2 separate regions of the Mus musculus genome follow, and region 2 is linked to region 1. Evidence: chromatin contacts called from public HiChIP or PLAC-seq data. All regions are on one chromosome and are shown on one strand. Each heading gives the region's core, a stretch centred on a gene start, on an enhancer-like site or on the middle of the called end of the contact. The rest is flanking DNA. Distances are from core to core; before and after follow the strand shown. Region 1 overlaps Lrfn1 (leucine rich repeat and fibronectin type III domain containing 1). Region 2 holds the start of Ccer2 (coiled-coil glutamate-rich protein 2).

Evidence for each region. HiChIP or PLAC-seq counts read pairs in DNA pulled down with a chosen protein or histone mark.
Region 2: an H3K4me3 HiChIP or PLAC-seq map of forebrain shows a contact between it and region 1, with 4 times the contacts expected there. The contact joins the promoter of Ccer2 here to the enhancer-like site in region 1. A contact is called at or near these places in 5 of 39 promoter capture datasets (3T3-L1-derived adipocytes, the SN4741 cell line, embryonic stem cells and 2 more), 1 of 484 Hi-C or Micro-C datasets (embryonic stem cells), 15 of 115 datasets of contacts at active chromatin or transcription factors (the NIH/3T3 cell line, the SCID.adh cell line, bone marrow-derived macrophages and 9 more) and 3 of 9 other capture datasets (adipose tissue, embryonic stem cells and pancreatic islet).

Annotation. Positions count from the first base shown.
Region 1 is chr7:28,462,591-28,466,800 of GRCm38.p6, reverse strand. It overlaps Lrfn1 (leucine rich repeat and fibronectin type III domain containing 1), which reads right to left. Exons shown (of 5, transcript NM_001141921.1): 5 at 1-212. Among named protein-coding and RNA genes, the nearest start is that of Lrfn1, 12 kb to the right of the region's middle. Within about 2 kb of position 2,185, at least 92 of the 459 cell types and tissues checked have an H3K27ac peak or open chromatin away from gene starts, as enhancers often do. A contact at or near this core is called in differentiating embryonic stem cells, embryonic stem cells, forebrain and 1 more, where this site is marked.
Region 2 is chr7:28,753,091-28,757,711 of GRCm38.p6, reverse strand. Ccer2 (coiled-coil glutamate-rich protein 2) reads right to left here and starts at 1,538. Exons shown (of 5, transcript NM_001195091.1): 1 at 1,455-1,538; 2 at 1,208-1,248; 3 at 970-1,057; 4 at 145-671. The coding sequence starts at 1,533. Sars2 (seryl-aminoacyl-tRNA synthetase 2) reads right to left here. Exons shown (of 16, transcript NM_023637.3): 16 at 3,833-4,281. The coding sequence ends at 4,138.

The DNA.
Region 1 (4,210 bases), core at 936-3,435:
TGGCGATGATCATGGTGCCGCCCAAGAAATGGGCCCTCAGCGGGCGGCATGGTGCAGGATCTCCCGCGGTGGTGAATTGCACACAGCCCACCACTCTGGTAGCCGGCAGAGCGGTGGCCCCGTCGTCATAGACTGCCAACACACACAAATCATAGGCGCGGCCAGCCGCCAGGTCATTCACTAGGAAGGTCTGGCTGGTAGAAGGGATCATCCTGTGGAAAGGGGTGCAATCAGGACGCAGTTAGCCCCACTCTTAACCATGTCCCTTCACTTTACACCCTAACTGTGGGAAACCATGCTACTGGCGTCTACGCAGACTACAGGATCCATTCAAGTCAATATAATGCCAGCCTCTCGTCACTGCTCCAGACCACACCCCCCTCATCTATATGCCACGCCTCCAGAACCACCGGACTTTAGCATCACCTACTGGGACTATCTCTGCTCTACCTTGGAATATTATCACTCACTCTCCCTGTACACAGCTATCATTTAAGGAGATCAATGCTATGGCCACCCCCCCCCCCCCAATCTGTGTGCCCTTCCTCCATTCAGATGGACATTGGAGTTAAGGGTGGTGGACTGGTAGTCCCTGGTCTTCAACCAGCCTCCACCTCCTGAATGCTGGAATTTCAGGCTTACAGATGTGTACATATTGGTTTGTCTGGGTTTTGTTTGTTTGTTTGTTTGTTTGTTTTTGTGGTGATAGGGAACAAATCCAGGACTTCCTGCAAGCACTCCACTCTCCTCTTTGATACACTCTTACCTTTCCGGAAGGGAGCATGCTGCAAGGCCAGCCCCAGCTCCTGGCTCAGTTTCCAAAGCACCTAAGCTACATATTCCCACTCACTGCCCTTCTAAGTTGCACTCTGGCTTACAAGCCCTTCGAGGCACCTTGGGACAGCTCCTCTAGAGGCAACCGGCTGTTCTATGAACGCTCTTCGTTGTACCACCAGAATTCCAGGAACCAATTCACTGAAGCATACCTTCCACATACTTATCTACAACTGACTAAACTGTAGCCAAGCATGGGCTTCGTTCTTTGCTATAGCCTCCTCTCAAATAAGGTACATAGCATAGCAAAGTCCTTCAGTTAAATACCCGGGAGCCACCTCTCTGCCCTTTGCTAGCTCTGTGACCACACACCTGTTTCTTAACTTCTCTGTGTACCATTTCCCTCTAACAGGAACAATGAGAATTCCTATATCCTTGAGACAGCACAGGGAATGAATGAGTTAACGCACCCAAACAAAGCCCAGGGTGTCTAAGGATGTCACTGTGAGCTAATGTCCCATCCAGGGTTTCCAGCAACTCTGTGGGCTCCCACTCCAAGGATATCTGCCCATCTGTCTCTTTTTCGATTACATTTAGTCTACAACAATATCATTGTTAACTGGCCTGACCTCATCTAAATTACTTTGATTAACGTGTATATACGTGTGTGCAAAGATGAGATCAGTGGACAACTTGCAGGAGTCTGTTCTCTCCTTCCACCATATGTGACCCAGGGATTGAACTCGAGTCTCGGGTCAACAGGCTTGGTAGAAAGTGCCTTTTAAGCCACTCAGCCATCTCACCCGCTGCACCCTCTACATCCCTCTAAGATCCACCCTAGGGACATTCCCTCCCAGACTTAGGTGTCTTTTGATGAGCGTATCTTGGCACAGTCTGTTTGGGCTACTTCCAGCCTCAGGGAATCCAGAGTGTGGAGTGTGCCCTGACTGGCATGCGCTGCAACCAACCGCGCAAGCTCTCCTCTCTTGCCAAGGCTCTTAGTGGCTCACCAGAGACAAGCACCGCCCCTTCCTCTGCTTGATACCATGCAGAACAAGTTCCACCTCCTCCAAAAAGCCATGCCCTGTCTCCGAGCGTGCTTACCTGTCAGAGCCCCACAGGCCTGCTGCCTGCTGGTCCTGAGACCCTCTCCAAGAAGGTCCCTGCCATCTGGACTTCAGGCATAGGTCCCACCCTCCCCAAAAGACCCCACCTTAAGTTCTTCATTTTCCATAAACCACCCACCTCAAGCTGCCCTGTCCCCCTTCTTGGCTGTAACTTTCCCTTTTCTTCTCCTTGAGGCTTGGATTTCCTTGGATCTTCTCCCCAAATAACCAGTTGCTAGGGGCTCCCCCCTTTTCAAGGACAGTCACTGGCTCCTTAAGAAAGCCTGGGCCCACGAGTCTCTCATTGGCTGTCAGACCAGAGCAAGCAGCTGAGCAGGCTTCTTGTTGGATGTCACCTCAGCCCATGGCTGCAGAGAGGAAGTTAACCCCTGCAGTGCCATCCTATCTATACAAGCATCTGCAAAGGAGGATGCAGGATAGAACTGGGGCCCTCGGGGAAGAAGTATCCTTGCCCAACTGAGGAGAAGCGACCACCAAGATCTGCTTACATACTGGGTCTGGAGCTTTCCCCCACCCTGCCACACTATGGCTATGGATCAGAGAGGAACAGTGAAGAGCGATGAAAAACCACACAATCCAAATGACAGAAACGCATCATCCATCTCCCCACCATCCCTGCCTGGCAAACACTAGGTATTCAATAAGTGTGCGTTCAAGCATATGAAAGACAGCTCTGCCGCTCTCGGTGAGAGCAAATGATCTCTCCCACAGAGCATCGAGTTCTGTGACTGAAAAGAAAGAGAAATGAGGGTGTGGCTTAGTGGTAGAGCACAAGCTTAGAATCCCCCAGTGAGGGGCCGGGGGCGTGGCTCAGTGGTAGAGCCCCTGCCTAGAATCCCCCAGTGAGAGGCTGGAGGCGTGGTTCAGTGGTAGAGGCCCTGCCTAGAATCCCCCAGTGAGGAGCTTGGTTTATTACAGGAGGATTGCCTAGCATATGTGAGGCCTTAAGTTCAATCAACAGTACCATAAAAATGAATGAATAAAAATAAAATAAAGGCTGGCCAGATAGCTCAGTGGGTAAGGGAGCCTGCTACCAATGTAACAACCAGAATCTGACCCCTAAGACATGGTGGAAGGAGAGAACAGATTCTCACAAGATGTCCTCTGATTGCCATATGTATGTTATGGCACACGTGCACACACGCACACACACGCATAATTTTAAGAATGTTAAATGACACACTTAAGTAATTTTTCTTCTTTCTTTCTTTCTTCCTTTCTTCCTTCCTTTCTTTCTTTCTTTCTTTCTTTCTTTCTTTCTTTCTTTCTTGTCTGTCTGTCTGTCTGTCTGTCTGTCTGTCTTTCTTTCTTTCTTTCTTTCTTTCTTTCTTTCTTTCTTTCTTTCTTCCTTTCTTTCTTTCTTTGCTTGAGACAGGGTTTCTCTGTGTAGCCCTGGCTGTCCTAGTACTTCCTCTGTAGACTAAGCTGTCCTCAAACTCAGAGATCCGCCTGCCTCTGCTTCCCGAGTACTGGGATTAAAGGCGTGCGCCACCACCACCCAAAAAATAATTTTAAAAAATTTTAATGAGGGGCTGGTGAGATGGCTCAGTGGGTAAGAGCACCCAACTGCTCTTCTGAAGGTCTGAAGTTCAAATCCCAGCAACCACATGGCGGCTCACAACCATCCGTAACGAGATCTGACTCCCTCTTCTGGAGTGTCTGAAGACAACTACAGTGTACTTACATATAATAAAAATAAATAAAATCTTTAAAAAAATTTTTTAATGAAATAAATAGAGGTGATGGTAACAGCTTTATAGCAAACAGCTGCATCTCTGTACATAATTTGTGAGAGTTTCTGTTGGGGCCTTGGTCTGCTGACTGTCTGTAAGAATGTGTCCGTCTGTCTATCTAGGGAGGGCTTCTGACACAATGTCCTCAGTCCTGACAGCCAAAGCAAAATGAGGAAGTGTGTACTTGGTGTAGTGATACAGTCCCTGTAGTCTCAGAAGATAATGAGTTCTGTGCCAGCCTGGAGTACATAGTGAGCTGAAGGCTAGCCTAGGCAAAAGCGTGCCTCAAAAACAAAAGCAGAGCCAAGGGAAGAGAGAGCCCCTGGCAAGCACAGTGGCTGACAAGGACACAGATGGAGGCCAAGAGCCAGGCTTATCTTGAAGGGCTAAGCACACTCAAGTTCCTGGGGCTACCACTGACAGGGAAATGGCTCCCAACCCTCTAGTAACCCAAAGAAAGTGAAGCCCAGGGCCAGGCACTCAGCAGACTCTACAGTGCAGAAGGAAGGCAAGAACAAGATGTTCCTCTTTAGCCAACAGCCATTTATCAAGTACCCACTATGTACCATCCCTGCT
Region 2 (4,621 bases), core at 289-2,788, 290 kb before region 1:
TCCTGGTCACCGTCCCTGCTCGGGCATTGCTCCCTAGTCCTGGTGCACACTTGGCTGCTCTGACCCACATCATGGCAGATTTCACATTGTGCAGTTCAGCACCAGGAGACTCCCTTGGAGCCTTGGAGTGCCCTCTCCACTCACCTCCTGCTCCAAAGCCTCTTCCTCCTCTGCCTCTTCCTCTTGCTTAGCCTTGGTGCCAGGCTGCTCCAGGTGGTGGCTATGCTTCGAGGACTCTTCACGCCTCTCTCCTCCGACCCTCCCGGCCCCCTGCCACAGATTTCGGCCTCCGCCCAGGAGCTGCATGCCCTTTCCCTCCTCCTGAAACTGGGCCGTCTCCTCATCGCTAGCCTTCTCAGCCACCCGCTTCTGGAGGCCTCCCTCTGGATGTTGCTTCCACACATGCTCAGAGGTCTTCCCCGGCATGCTCTTCTCCTCTTCTTCCTTTTCCTCCTCTTCTTCCTCCTGGTGAAGCTGGCTGTGGAGCTTCGTGTGGACTGCCTGTTCCTGCACCCCAGACTTGTGGGTCCTCTCTGCTTCGTCCTCCTCTTCCTCATCCCTTATCTCCTGGCTGGACCTCATCTTTCCAGACTCCTGCTGGTTGAAGTCCTCACCCAGCAACTTCTTCTCCTCAGGGGACACACAGCTATGGGGCTCTGTCTCAAATATCTCTGGCAGGGAAAAGATAGGATGCTCTTCGGGAAACTGTCCTGGAGAGTTGAGTCCTTCCTGACATTATGAAGGGAACTGCTTAGCACTGAGGGGGAGCCATGGGCTGCAAATGTTCTCTGCTCAGTCCCTGTCCTGCAGCGAGCTTCAAGGGAACCAGGTTCTTGAACCACAGTTGGGGCTGTGAGTAGTACCACACACACTAACCCAGGCCAGGGAACCCTTCCACCATGCACTGCGGGCTAGTAGGGAGGTAGGAAAGGGATCTTGGGGTTCTGAGGGCAACTGGAGCATCCCTACCTTTGTGGAGCAGAGCTGTGCAGGGGCCCCGCTGGGCCTGGCCCAGTGTCAGCACCTCCATGACCACCTCTGCTAGACAGCGGGTTAGCTGGGGGCAAGGATGAACGGTCAGAGAGAGGGCAAGGGCAGGGGATTTGGGAAAAGAGTGGCTACGGGATCAAAAGAGGTGGGAATCCAGCGAGAAGTTGGGCAGAAGGGACCCAACGGGAAGGGGAGGGCAAGAAAGGAGTCTGCTCACCTCCTCCTTGGAGGGTCTGGGCATCAATGGAGCTGAAGAGGCTATGATGGGAGAAAACGGGTGCTGTTCATGGTACTGATCCCAACTCTCCCACCCTCCCCCACCACCGGCACCTCGGTCCACAGCCCGCCCGGGGACCGGCACCTGCCAGGTGTGCTGTTCCCTTGTACCCCTCAGCTGTCCACCTATAGCCCGACCTCAGGTGTACTTCCCTGCCACCCGATCCCTCTGTGGGCCCTGGACTCACCAGCCCCGAGCAGCAATGCCAGCAGCGGGGGCAGAGGCAGCAGCAGCAGCGCTGCAGAGGTGGTTACACGAAGCAGCATGGTGGGGAGTCCGGACCCGGGACCTTTCTGCCGGGCAGCCAGCCAGTGCTAGCGCCTTATAACCCAGGTGTAGTGCCCCCCCCACCCCCGCAAGGGGGGATGACGTCATTAACCCCCCCCCCCCGGCTCAGGGAGAGGGGACAGCTGTGGGGCACTCTAGGAACCTCAATTATTCATAGGAACCGACACTTAAGCATGCACCCCTCTGGGCTTCTGGCTCAGGAGCACGGGCTGGGGAGGGTCTCCTCAGAGACTCACGTGGGAGCTGGGCAACTCTCTTTTTCTCGGCTCTTTCTCCTCATCTGGAAAGTGGATCCTTCTAAATCTGCTCCCCCAGAGGTGGGAGTTCCTTCTGGCCCAAGTCCCTGCTCCAGAACCCACCAGCTGCTCAGTGCTGGGACAATTGCTTAAGACGCTTTCTTAGATTTTGGTGAAAATCCACTCCAGCGCTTTTGGGTGAGGATGAAATATGTGAGGGGTGGTGCTTGGGCGGTGCTGGGAACTTCACAGGACTGCATGGCACGCCAGGACTGCTTGTGTGGTGTGGTGTATGCACGTGTGGAGACCGGAAGTCAATGGCAAGTGTCTTCCCGTGTTGCTCTTTATTTTTTGAAACAGGGTCTCTCATTGACTTGGAGCTAGACTTTTGGGATAGCACAGTTAACTAGGAAGCTCCTGGGATCCAACTATCCACTTAGTGCTTGGGTTACAAGAGCACACAGCTTTTGTGTGGCTTCCAAGGGTCTGAAGTAAGGTCAGGCTAGCACAGCACTTGTCATGCTAGCACAGCACTTTTCTCCACAAGCCACCAACCAAGTCCTAAGTAACTCTTCTGCCTGCCTGCCTGCCTTTCCTTTTTTTTTTTTTTTTTCCTCTTAAAGACAGGGTCTTTCTATATAGCCCAGGCTGGCCTCCAATTTGTGGCAATCCTCCTGCCTTAGCTTCCAAAATGCTGGGAATACAAAATGTGAGCCACCACAGATAATATCCAGTAATCTGGTTTTCTTTCTTTGAGACAGGGTCTTACTGGAGACAGCCTCGGCTAGCTGCAGCCTTCTCTTTTTTGTTGTTGTTGTTTTTTAAAGAAAGTTTTATGGCTTTTTTTTTTTAAGTTTATTTATTTTACTTATATGAGTACACTGTAGCTGTCTTCAGTCACACCAGAAGAGGGCATTGGATCCCATTACAGACGGTTGTGAGCCACCATGTGGCTGCTGGGATTTGAACTCAGGACCTCTAGAAGAGCAGTCAGTGCTCTTAACCACTGAGCGATCTCTCCAACTCCATTGTTGTTTTTGAGACAGGGTTTCTCTGTGTAGTCCTGGAACTCATTCTGTAGACCAGGCTGGCCTCGAACTCAGAAATCCACTTGCCTTTGCCTCCAAAGTGCTGGGATTAAAGGCATGTGCCACCACTGCCCGGCTGCAACGTTCTTTTTAAAAACATTTGTGTGTATGTGGCGGTGGGTATGTACACATGTGAGTGCAGGTGACATGGAGTCCAGACCGGGGGGGGGGGGGGCCTCTGAGCAGCTGGAGCTGGACTGTGTGGGCCATCAGGCATGGCTACTGGACACTGAACTTGAGTCCTTGGAAAGAGCAGAGGGTGGATGCTCTCAACTGCTGAGCCACCTCTCCAGCTCCTTATGTTAAGACAGAGTCTCACCACCACCACCACAAAAAACAGAGCAATAGGGACATATTTTTGTTTTGATCCCAGGTGTGGGACACGGGGCTGCTTTGGACTGTCTGCAGCAGCTATGATTTGCCCTGTGCTCTAGCAGGGGTGTGATTTTGTCAGCTGCAGAGAGTTTGTTTATGTGACTGTGTGACATTTGGAATTCTGGGGAATCTCTTGTGACTACCCAGGTGGGGGTGGAGGGTGGGGGAAGTGGCCAGATAAAGAATAGGGCTGAGGAAGGAGAGGGCAACTGGCAGATTCTAGAACATTCTGAAGGTGAAACCTCAGGTTTGCTAACCCACTGGAGGTGGAAAACCACGGAGGACAGCCTGAAGGTGGCTGGAGCTGCTCAAGATGCTGAGCACAATCCACCAGGGTTGAGCTAGTGCAGGCAAAGGGGCCTGCGTCAGCGGCCATGAGTGTGACACTATGGACAGCACCAGAGTCGGGGACCATGAGTGGAGGAGAAGGATAAAGTTGGCTCAGTTTGAGGGAGCCATCAGAGGGTGATGGCCTTATTCCAGAGGAAGGGAGAGATCCTGGCATCCCTGGGGAGCCCCTAGGCAGCCACAGCCTCTTTGACGATTGATTTAGCAATGAAAGCAGTCAGCCAGCACTTCCTGTGCTCATGGATCCAGAAGACTCTGTTCTCACGACCATTTATTGTGGCCATTCTGCTCCGCACTGAGGTGGGAAGAAGAAGCTGGGACGGCCTTCTTCCGGCCCACAGGCTGAGCCGTGCCTCTGGCTGACAGCCTCAATGGTAGAGGGATCACTGACAATAATTCACTGGCAGGGAAGGGACAGTAGACTCAGGAGTCCAGGAGGGGAGGTGACACCTACAGAGACATCAGGACCAGCTACAGGGGAAAGTCTCTAAGTATCAGGGGTCTCTAGAACGCCAGCCTCTGGAGCAGACAGCTGTCATCTGGTGGCAGACTGGCCGGGGAGCCTGGGCTTCTGAGGCTGATTGGGGCCGATGTACTGGAGAGGCACATGGGTAGGGGCTGTGATCCGGTCCGTGCCTAGGTAGGGCTGGAGAGCGGCGGGCACGAGGACTGAACCATCCTGGCGACAGAGCGGTTGTTAGGATGCTACCCTTCCTCCAGCTCCCCCACCAGCTGCTGGTGGAAGTCTCAGACCCTCACTGTTTCCCTCCTCTTTTTGGTACCAACTGAGCCCAGAGTGTTCTCCATGCCATACAAACTCTTAACTACTGGGCTGCACCCCAGCCCCTCCCTGGGGTATTCTAAGCAGGGGCCCTGCCACTGAGCCACGCCCCCAGCCCCTCACTAGGGGATTCTAGGCTGGGGCTCTACCACTGAGCCCCGCCCCCAGCTCCTCACTGGGAGATTCTAGGCAGGGGATCTACAACTGAGCCACGCCCCCAGCCCCCCACTGGGGGATT